2 separate regions of the Mus musculus genome follow, and region 2 is linked to region 1. Evidence: chromatin contacts called from public HiChIP or PLAC-seq data. All regions are on one chromosome and are shown on one strand. Each heading gives the region's core, a stretch centred on a gene start, on an enhancer-like site or on the middle of the called end of the contact. The rest is flanking DNA. Distances are from core to core; before and after follow the strand shown. Region 1 holds the start of Snhg15 (small nucleolar RNA host gene 15). Region 2 overlaps Ccm2 (cerebral cavernous malformation 2).

Region 1 (4,687 bases), core at 886-3,385:
AACCAATTCCTGCAAGCTGTTCTCTGACCTTGATGTTCTATGCCATCCATTGGCCCATACCTACCCATGGACACGCACACAAAAGAAGTACAATTAAAGGTTTGAGTTAAGGGGCTGGAGATAGATAGCTCAGCAGTTATCACTGACTGCTCTTCTAGAAGTCCTGAACTCAGCAACCACGTGGTGGCTCAGAACCATCTGTAATGGGATCTGATGCCCTCTTCTGGTGTGTCTGAAGTCAGTGACAGTGCACTCACATATGTGACATTGAAAGAACTCAGTGGGGAAACCCCCACTCAGCTCCCGATTCGGCGTGCACCCAAGAATCACGAATAGAACACAACACCTTGATGTAACAACAAGAGGTTTTTTTAATGGCGGAGCTCCGGGTCGAAACGTATCTCACATAACAGGAGACAGTGGATTCGACCACGAGGCTTGGAAGCTAGGGGTTTTTATAGAAAAGGAGTGGGGCTGGGGGAGGAATTGGCGCGGTTTCACATCAGCAGCCTGTAACATTTAACTTAGGTCAGAGGGGTGGGAGCTAGGGAGGCGATGGGCTTGCCCGGGCATGTCCTGGTCTGTTCTGCTATGTTCTCAGCCCCAGGTTTCAAAGCTCAGAAACAACTCTTTGGGCTATTTAACATACATTACATGAATTACAGTTTTATTCCCTTTCAACATAAAGATTTGAAATGAGGGCCTGGTGTGGTAACACACACCCTTAATCCCAGTACCTGGGATTCCTTCCTTTTGCCGGGAGGCTTTCCTTAGGTATTGGCACAGCAGCCAGATTTCTACCATCTGCAGGCTCTCTGCCTTTTAAGAACCAGGCCTAAGGCCCGGTGTGGTGGCACACGTCTTTAATCCCAGCACTCGGGAGGTAGAGGCAGATGGATTTCTGAGTTCCAGGCCAGCCTGGTCTACAAAGTGAGTTCCAGGACAGCCAGGGCTACACAGAGAAACCTTGTCTCGAGAAAAGAAAAAAAAAAAAAGAAAAATAAGGCCTAGAGCCCAAATGGAACCAAAACCACGTGTCACCACACCTGGGGTTTTACTTCAACACCGGAGACCCAACTCTGGTACTCCTGCTGTATTTTGTAACTGTTTTAAGGATTTACTACTTTGTACTAACTCTGGAGCACAGAAAAATATTCAGCTGGGTGTAGCCTTACACACCTTTAATCCCAGCACTCAGGAGGCAGAGGTGAGTGGATCTGTTTTGAGTTCCAGGACAGCAAGAACTACAGAGAAACCTTGCCTCAAAACAAAACCAACAAGAAATGACTTATTTGCCTCTGCACCATGTGCAGAACTATCCCACACAGTTAAACAAAACAAAAAACCCAAAGTGCAGCATTGCAAATCTTACCGGCTTGTAATTTATCCACGTGGCAGGTGTCTGCCATATTGTCTGAAATTTCTATAACCTTGCTCTGGAGAGGGCAGGGCAAGGCCTCAAACCACTTCAAAATTGTTCTGGCAAGCACTGTAGGAATGCACAGGGTCACTGCAGACCCAAGCACGCTGGAGGCTTGCTAAGTATATCACTCCAATCCTGCACGACCCATACTGCAGTCTCCCAGTCCCCAGAAGTCTAGGGGAGAGAATTAGTCCTGAAAATGAATTCAAGATACGGAGTTTGGCTTCACCGGCCACCGAGCTTCCACAACTGACTTACCAGGACATGTCCCAAAGCTCGGTCATCCCTTCCACGCTGTAGGGCCACCCACAGGGCCTCGATGTCCACCTAGGAGGGGAGAAAAGACAGATTCAGCGCAGCCAGTGCGTATCACCCAGTTCTAGCCCCTCCGAACGTTCTCTCGTAAAAGGAAAAAAAAATCTCTTGAGGGAAGACTCTGCTTGCTTGGGCGGAACTAGCTGGGGTTGGAAAGGAATCCCCCAGAAACAGGCCTAACTCACCCGGTGGCACGTGTCTCCCCAGGGCAAACGTCCCTGCTCCACCGCAGGCTGATCTCCTGCCACCGAGCTCAGCCATCTCTACCTGGACTCGGAATAGCCCTGCACGGCGCCTGTGCCCTGATGACGGAAGATAAGGTGAGGGCCGCAGCACATGCTAGGAAGGACCCGCCAGCCATGGCTGCCAGCTGAGGACGCTCACGTGTGCTTAAAGTTACGGTCACAGCAGCGAGCCGCGCACGCGTAACGTCACCACGCAGCCCCGCCCAAAGCCGCGTGCGCGGGCTCCAAGACACTGACGTCAGCGCCCCTGGGGCGTGGCCTCGAGCGCGGGTTTAACCCGCTCCCCCAGCTGGCCGGTCCTGGTAGTGGCGGTTGATCGAATGCGGACCTCAGACTCAGGGATTGCCTTCTGCATCCTATCCTTTTAGTAATCCGGGTGCCAAAGCTGGGGCCTGGAACCGGAGGTAGCCCTGGCTGAGAAACACGTGGACGCTGGGCCCTGGGATGGACCAACACAACAACAACCAACAACAAAGTGATGTGAATGGACCAGAAAGTGAGAGGGGGCAGGAAAGAAAACCTCGGTCAGCATTTTTATTTTCTTTATTTTTTGTTTGTTTTGTTTTTCGAGACAAGTTTCTCAGTGAAGGCCTGGCTGTCCAGGAACTCTGTAGAACAGGCTGGCCTCGAACTCAGATCCACCTGCTTCTGCCTCCACAGTGTTAAGATTAAAGGCGTGGGACACCACTGCCCATCTTTTCCTTTCTTTTAAAAACATATGTCTGCCCTTTCTTCACCTTCCAACATGGACTTCTTCACGAATTTGCTGCAGAAACAAGCACCACAAGAAGCACGAGTCTTTGTAATAGTTAACAAAGCTTATGGCCACACTCAGATCAGAAGTCACCGGAGAACCATTCCCAAGCCCAGGGCCTTGAGCTTGCAAATGCTCTACTGTCACATCCTCAGCCCTTTCTTGAATTTTTCTTTCTCTCTTTTATTCCCCCCTCTTTTTAGAGGTTGGGTGGCTTAGTTCTCATTAAATTTCTAGTGACACAAACCACAGGCTCATAACTGAAAAGGAGCTAAGACTTTATTTTTGGCCCAGGAAGGTAGATCGGCAGCGAAAGGCTCTTGCCACTAAGCCTAAATTTGAATCTCAGAAACTATAAGGTGGAAGGAAAGGGGACTTCATCAAATTGTTTGCCCACTCCACTTGTAGGCTGTGTGTATGTGCATGCTTACGTGTCACACATACAAACACACACAAATGTAACAATAAAAATTACAAAGAGTTTATAATTGGTGCTGTAGAGATGGCTCAGTAGTTAAAAGCACTTGCCACTCTTACACAGAGCCCAGATTCAATTCCCAGCGTCCACATGGTGATGACAACTATCCTTAACTGCAGTTCCAGGGATCTGCACATTCAAGTAGCTGGGATTACAATCCGGGCTCACCAGGCCCAGCTGGGAGTCATCTTTTCTGAATGTAGTTGTCAGAGGACTTGAGGCTCCAACTTTCAATGCTTTAATGACAAGAGTTTGTTCCTTGACTCCAAATTGCAAAACCTGCCTGTTTGGGGCCAACACGATGGCTCACTGGGTAAAGAAAGGCACTTGACACAGAGCCTGATGACCTGAGTTTGACCCCTGGCACACTTGTGGTAGGAGAGGAGCAAGTCCCACAAGTTGTTCTTTGAACTCCGTGCATGTGCACGCATTAAATAACTATAATTAAAAAAATTAGGGGCTGGTGAGATGGCTCAGCGGGTAAGAGCACCCGACTGCTCTTCCGAAGGTTCGAAGTTCAAATCCCAGCAACCACATGGTGGCTCACAACCACCCATAATGAGATCTGACTCCTTCTTCTGGAGTGTCTGAAGACAGCTACAGTGTACTTACATATAATAAATAAATCTTTAAAAAAAAAAAAAACTTTAAAAAAAATTAGGGGCTGGTGAGATGGCTCAGTGGGTAAGAGCACCCGACTGCTCTTCCGAAGGTTCGAAGTTCAAATCCCAGCAACCACATGGTGGCTTACAACCACCCATAATGAGATCTGACTCCTTCTTCTGGAGTGTCTGAAGACAGCTACAGTGTACTTACATATAATAAATAAATAAATAAATCTTTAAAAAAAATTAATCCCTACTTGTGTTATTAAATTTTTAAAAACATATTTTATGTGTATATGTCTTAGGGTTTCTATCCCTGTCATAAAACACCATGACCAAAGCCAACGTGGGGAGGGACAGGCTTATTTCACTTACAGTTTCATATGACAGTTCATTATCAAAAGCAGCAAGGACAGGAACTCAAGCAGGTCCCGGACCTGGGGGGCAGAGCTGACCCAAGGGCTATGGAGGGGTACAGCTGACTGCCTTGCTCATCGAGGCATGCTCAGCTTGCTTTCTTACAAAAAGCAGGCTTATAGGACCACCAGTCTAGGGATGGCCCCACCCACAGTGGGATGGACACTTCCCCCATCAATCATTCATTAAGAAAATGCCCTACAGCCAGAGCCAGATTTTTTTTTTTTTTTTTTTTTTGAGACAGGGTTTCTCTGTATAGCTCTGGCTGTCCTGGAACTCACTTTGTAGACCGGGCTGGCCTTGAACTCAGAAATCTGCCTGCCTCTGCCTCCCAAGTGCTGAGATTAAAGGCGTGAGCCACCACGCCCGGCTCTACAGCCAGATCTTATGGTGACATTTTCTCAATTTAGATTCCCTCCTTTCAAATAACTCTGGCTTGTGTCAGAGTTA
Region 2 (4,687 bases), core at 1,546-4,045, 58 kb after region 1:
GCAGTAGGAAATGTGGGAAGATTATCACAGCTGCTGAGACTTCAGTAAGCGCGCAGGGCTCGGGGCTGGAGAGATGGCTCAGTGCTTAAGAGTAGTGGTCCTCTTCCAGAGGTCCCTGGCAAACATGCAAGTTAAAATGCATGCCGTGCGCGCGAGGCGCACACACACACACACACACACAGAGCACATGATAGGTTAGTAGGTGGGTTGGTAGGTAGGTAAATAGACAGTTAATCAATGAATCAATCTGGCTACAGAGTGAGTTCCAAGACAGTCAGAGCTACAGAGGGAAACCCCATCTTGAAATTAAAAAAATAAAAACAACAACAACAAAAACCGGGGCTGTGCTGACAGTGCAGAAGACGGTGGTCCTGATGGCTGGGGGCACTCTGCAGCGACAGTAGTCCTGGCTGTTCTCACAGTAGTACTCTTTCCTCCCTCTCTTGCAGTATTTAGGTCAGTTAACATCCATTCCCGGCTACCTGAACCCTTCCAGTAGGACGGAAATCCTGCATTTCATAGACAAGGCAAAGGTAAAAGCCTGTCCCATCCCCCGCTCCCCCAATATGCTTTTCTACTTAGCCTGCATCAGCCCCTGGTCCCCTCACCTGTGACCTCAGCCTGAGAGGGACGGCTCAGCTCTGTCACTTTGTGGGTGTTCTTGGCTATACAAAGTCTTCAGACAAAGATGGTTTCTTAGTTGGGACCTTTAATCTCTAGACTTGGTTTTGGGCTCCTCCCCAAACTCAGTTTTAAGATATTCTAAATTTCCAGATACTGATCAAAAAAAGGTAGTTCCAGAAGAATCCCTCACATGATTCAAACATGTTGACATTCTCGGGGCGAGTGCTACTTTTTTCGCCTCTCCTTGGCTTTTAACCGAGGACTGTAGCCAGCACAGTGCTCCCAGAGGAGAGCTGGACACAGTGGTCCAGCGTTTCTGATGCTTGTGATTCTTTGCAGCGGTCCCACCAGCTTCCTGGGCACCTGACTCAGGAGCACGATGCTGTGCTCAGTCTGTCTGCCTACAATGTCAAGTTGGCCTGGAGGGACGGGGAGGACATTATCCTCAGGGTGCCCATCCATGATATCGCTGCTGTCTCCTATGTCCGAGATGATGCTGCACACCTGGTGGTCCTGAAGACAGGTATGGATTGGCTGGCTGGTCTGGAGGTCCACGTCCAAAGGAGAATCCCTGGTTTCCTGCCATTGTGATGGTTTCTGCAGCTCCAGGCTACGCACTGCCACCTGCTACGGCTATAAATTAGATTTCCTGCCATGAGCTCTGTCCCAGGGTCCCTGTCACACTCAGGGCCTTTGGAGACTTGAGGAATACAGTATTCAGGGTCAGTGTTTAAATAAGGTTTTTCTTGGGCCAGGTGTGCTCAGAGGCAGGTGGATCTCTGTGAGTTTGAGGCCTGGTCTCTAAAGTGAGTTCCAGGACAGCCAGAGCTACATAGTGAGACCCTGTCTCAAAAACCACCTTCCTCCTGGTGACTTCTCAGTCCCTGCTCCCCATAATTGATGTTGCCTCCACTGCTTAGATATAGGTGATCCCCAGAAAGAAGGGTGGTGACCGAAAGCTGTAACAGGGACTTCCTCTGAGCCCAACCAACATTTGTTTTGTTGTTTTGTTGTTGTTTTGTTTGTTTGTTTTTAATGAGACAGGGTCTCTACATAGCCCTGGCTGTCTTAGAACTCGCAGAGGTCTCCCTGCCTCTGCCTCCTGGATACTAGCGTTAAGGTTGCCCAGCCACATCTAGTCTCCAGTCTACATTTGAGCCCCAGTGTTCCCAAAGCTGGGACAGCAAAGCCAGTTCCCCCGGCCCCGTGCTGCCTCCTTGTTCAGACAGCAGGGTGCTCCTTCCACTTGCTGTGCTCCTCCCCCGGGTGCTCCTCCCCCAGTGCTCACAGGGCCCGCCTTCCTTCATGTTAGTGTCCACCCTAACATCTACGGCAATGAGAAATGAGGGGAGAACCTGCCCTACCTGTGTCAGCACAGGCACACTGGCCTAGGCTTGCTGGGTCACTCCGAGTGAGGATGATCCCAAAGCCAGCTCCAGAGGGCTGGTGACAAGGCACAAGGGTCAGATGGTCTAGGCTTTTTCACGGTATGGGAAGAGTGTCTTATGATGCTAGTTCAAGTGCTATGGTCAGCTCCAGGCAGCTGGGGTTGTGAAGTGATTTTAGCTGCTCTGCCTTGTCTATGTAGAATGGCTCATTCCCTGCCCAGCATACTTACATACCATATTTTCTCTTATACAACTCACACGTCCCATATCACACATACTATATACACACAGTTGCATATATCACACTCCCATAGACTGGAACACACTTGCCTGCCCAGCCCAGTCACATCTACACACATATGTAGATGCATGTGGTAGATACTTGCCCTCACACAGAAGATAGTTTGATTACCAAGTTCATCTGAACAAGCTCCTCTTGAATTATTTAACTTACAAAGGCTTATTTTTAGTTAAGATCTCACTCTAATCTTATCTGACCTGGAATTCACTCTGAGGTCCAGGGTAGCCTTGAACTTACAACAGTTCTGCCTCAGCTTTCTGAGTAATGGAATTACACAAGTGAGCTTTTTAAAAGTGGAAAAGGCTTGTTTGGCTCTTGGCTAATGAGGTTCCAGACCAAGAGACCGTTGCTTCTAGGCTCGGTGCAGGTAGGAATTGTATGGCAGAGCATAGCTGCTTGCTTCACAGCCAGAAAGCCCAAAAATAGGAACAGGGTTGGGCCCCATGGTTTCTTTTGATAGCATGCCCCTGTGACCAAAGCACTTCCTAATTTTTTTCTCACTTCCTGGTAGCACCACCTGGAGGCCAAGTCTTTGTCACTTACTTAGCATCCAAGTCAGAGTGTTTTGTTTTTTTTCTCAGGGTTGAGTGAGTCTGTCTGTTTGATGCTAGGCATTGAATTAGGTTAAGCAGTACGAAATTGTCACTATTTTAATCTGTAAAAATGTCAGTTTAACATGACTCAAACTAGTACAAAGTATCTGACATGAACTACCTCAGTTAGCAACTATAATATACCTAAGAGGCGTCCATGAGTCTCCGCTCACAAGTGGGTGAAGGTAGGTGGTCTTGAACTGGTTCCTTCCTGCTTCAGACCCCTGTCCAGCATCACCAAGGTGAGCCTCTGGCTCTTGACTCTCAGAGAAGAGAGGGAGGAGCCTGGCTCCTGATCAGGTTCCTGTGGGTATTTTAAGCTGATATGGAGAAGCGTTCCCTATAGTTCTCATGCTGCAGGGATGTTTCTCTGCTTGAATCAGTACAATAAATTGTTAAGGAAGAGAAAATAGAAATTTCCCTCCATATAAGGAACATTCCAAAACCATGAGACACAGTGCAGAGAGTCTGCTCCTCTCAGCAGCAGAGAATGCATCTCTGTCCCAGGGCGGCCTCGCTGTGGCAGGAGTGTGTGTGTATCCACCCTGATCCGGGCTTCTGGGCACAAGGGCTGGTTTGGGTTTTGGCTTGTAGTTTCCTCACCCAGAGCCAGGCAGATGCATTGGTAACGCTCGCTGGGCACCTCCTTGCATGAGGCAGGCACCTGTGTATCTCTTCTGTCCAGAGGGTTCTAGTGTTTGAGGCAGTCAAGTGTGGACAGCTCAGGTCCATTCACCTGGAGAGAGGCTGAAGCAGGGAACCTGCTTATCTGCCAGAGATGGAGGAGAGGCAGGTGGCAGGCAGGTCTGAGCCTGTGTGGCTGTCTCGGCCTGCTGCCCAGAGGGTAGAAGTGACATCCTCTCACAGATGGTACCTGGCTGGTACCCACACTTCACAGCTGCCCACTGAGGGCCAAGAAGCTAATTTAAAATGTTAACAAAAATAAAAACAAGTGAAATGACTTATAATAATACATTCATAGTCTCTCTCTGTATGTGGGGGTGGGGGGTATACATATACCAGCTGAACTACATCCCTAGCCTTCTATTTTTTGTTTGTTTGTTTGTTTTGTTTGTTTTGGTTTTTGTTTTTCGAGACAGGGTTTCTCTGGCTGTCCTGGAATTCACTTTGTAGACCAGGCTGGCCTCGAACTCAGAAATCCACCTGCCTCTGCCTCCCAAGTGCTGGGATTAAAGGTGTGTACCACCACTGCCCATTTTGGCTTTTTTTTTTTTTTTTTTTTTTTTTTTTTGAGATAGTGTTTGCTGAAGGCTGGTCTTAAGCTCACTGGCAGGCCCAGGCAGGCCTTGAACTCACTCTGACTCTTCTGCTTCTGGCATTGCAGGCATGCTCCGCCATGCTGGCTTTAACAGTGTCTCTGCTTTGCCTCCTGTGTCTAATAGTTGCTATGAGAGCACGTGACTGCTATGAAGCTGACTGAGCTCGTTGTTGGCTGGAAAGCAGTGAAGCACGGGTGTGATTTGCCTGTGCTACATGGTGCTTACACTCAGAAGCTCTGCGGTCAGTGGCTGTCGTCAGGACACGGCTGTCCCAGGATCTCACTAGTAGCTCACAGCCATAGTCTGTACTCCCACCTCCATCTGGCCTAAGCCTGTCTCTGCTTGTGTTCCCAGGGCTGTGGCTAAAGCCTTATGTTTCTCCAGTTTTGCCTTCTGCACACTCCTGAGGAGGGTGACAACAGGGCCACCTCTAAGCTTAGCATATAGTCCCAGCACCCTTCCCAAGCTGGTTTCAGAGTGCCGCTCCCTGGACAACTCCTT

The links. HiChIP or PLAC-seq counts read pairs in DNA pulled down with a chosen protein or histone mark.
Region 2: an H3K4me3 HiChIP or PLAC-seq map of the 230-238 cell line shows a contact between it and region 1, with 42 read pairs. The contact joins the enhancer-like site here to the promoter of Snhg15 in region 1. A contact is called at or near these places in 7 of 39 promoter capture datasets (the C10 cell line, cranial neural crest, hematopoietic stem and progenitor cells and 3 more), 2 of 15 datasets of contacts at CTCF or cohesin (large pre-B cells and pro-B cells), 10 of 484 Hi-C or Micro-C datasets (the 63-12 cell line, B cells, CD8 T cells and 4 more), 7 of 115 datasets of contacts at active chromatin or transcription factors (the 230-238 cell line, the SCID.adh cell line and embryonic stem cells) and 3 of 9 other capture datasets (adipose tissue, liver and pancreatic islet).

Annotation. Positions count from the first base shown.
Region 1 is chr11:6,526,625-6,531,311 of GRCm38.p6, forward strand. It overlaps Snhg15 (small nucleolar RNA host gene 15), which reads right to left and starts at 2,136. Exons shown (of 4, transcript NR_045893.1): 1 at 1,924-2,136; 2 at 1,682-1,750. LOC115487884 (a small nucleolar RNA gene) reads right to left here and starts at 1,541; the gene lies at 1,409-1,541.
Region 2 is chr11:6,584,071-6,588,757 of GRCm38.p6, forward strand. Ccm2 (cerebral cavernous malformation 2) reads left to right here. Exons shown (of 10, transcript NM_146014.3): 3 at 450-533; 4 at 964-1,147. Among named protein-coding and RNA genes, the nearest start is that of Nacad, 20 kb to the right of the region's middle. Within about 2 kb of position 2,796, at least 103 of the 459 cell types and tissues checked have an H3K27ac peak or open chromatin away from gene starts, as enhancers often do. A contact at or near this core is called in the 230-238 cell line, the 63-12 cell line, B cells and 5 more, where this site is marked.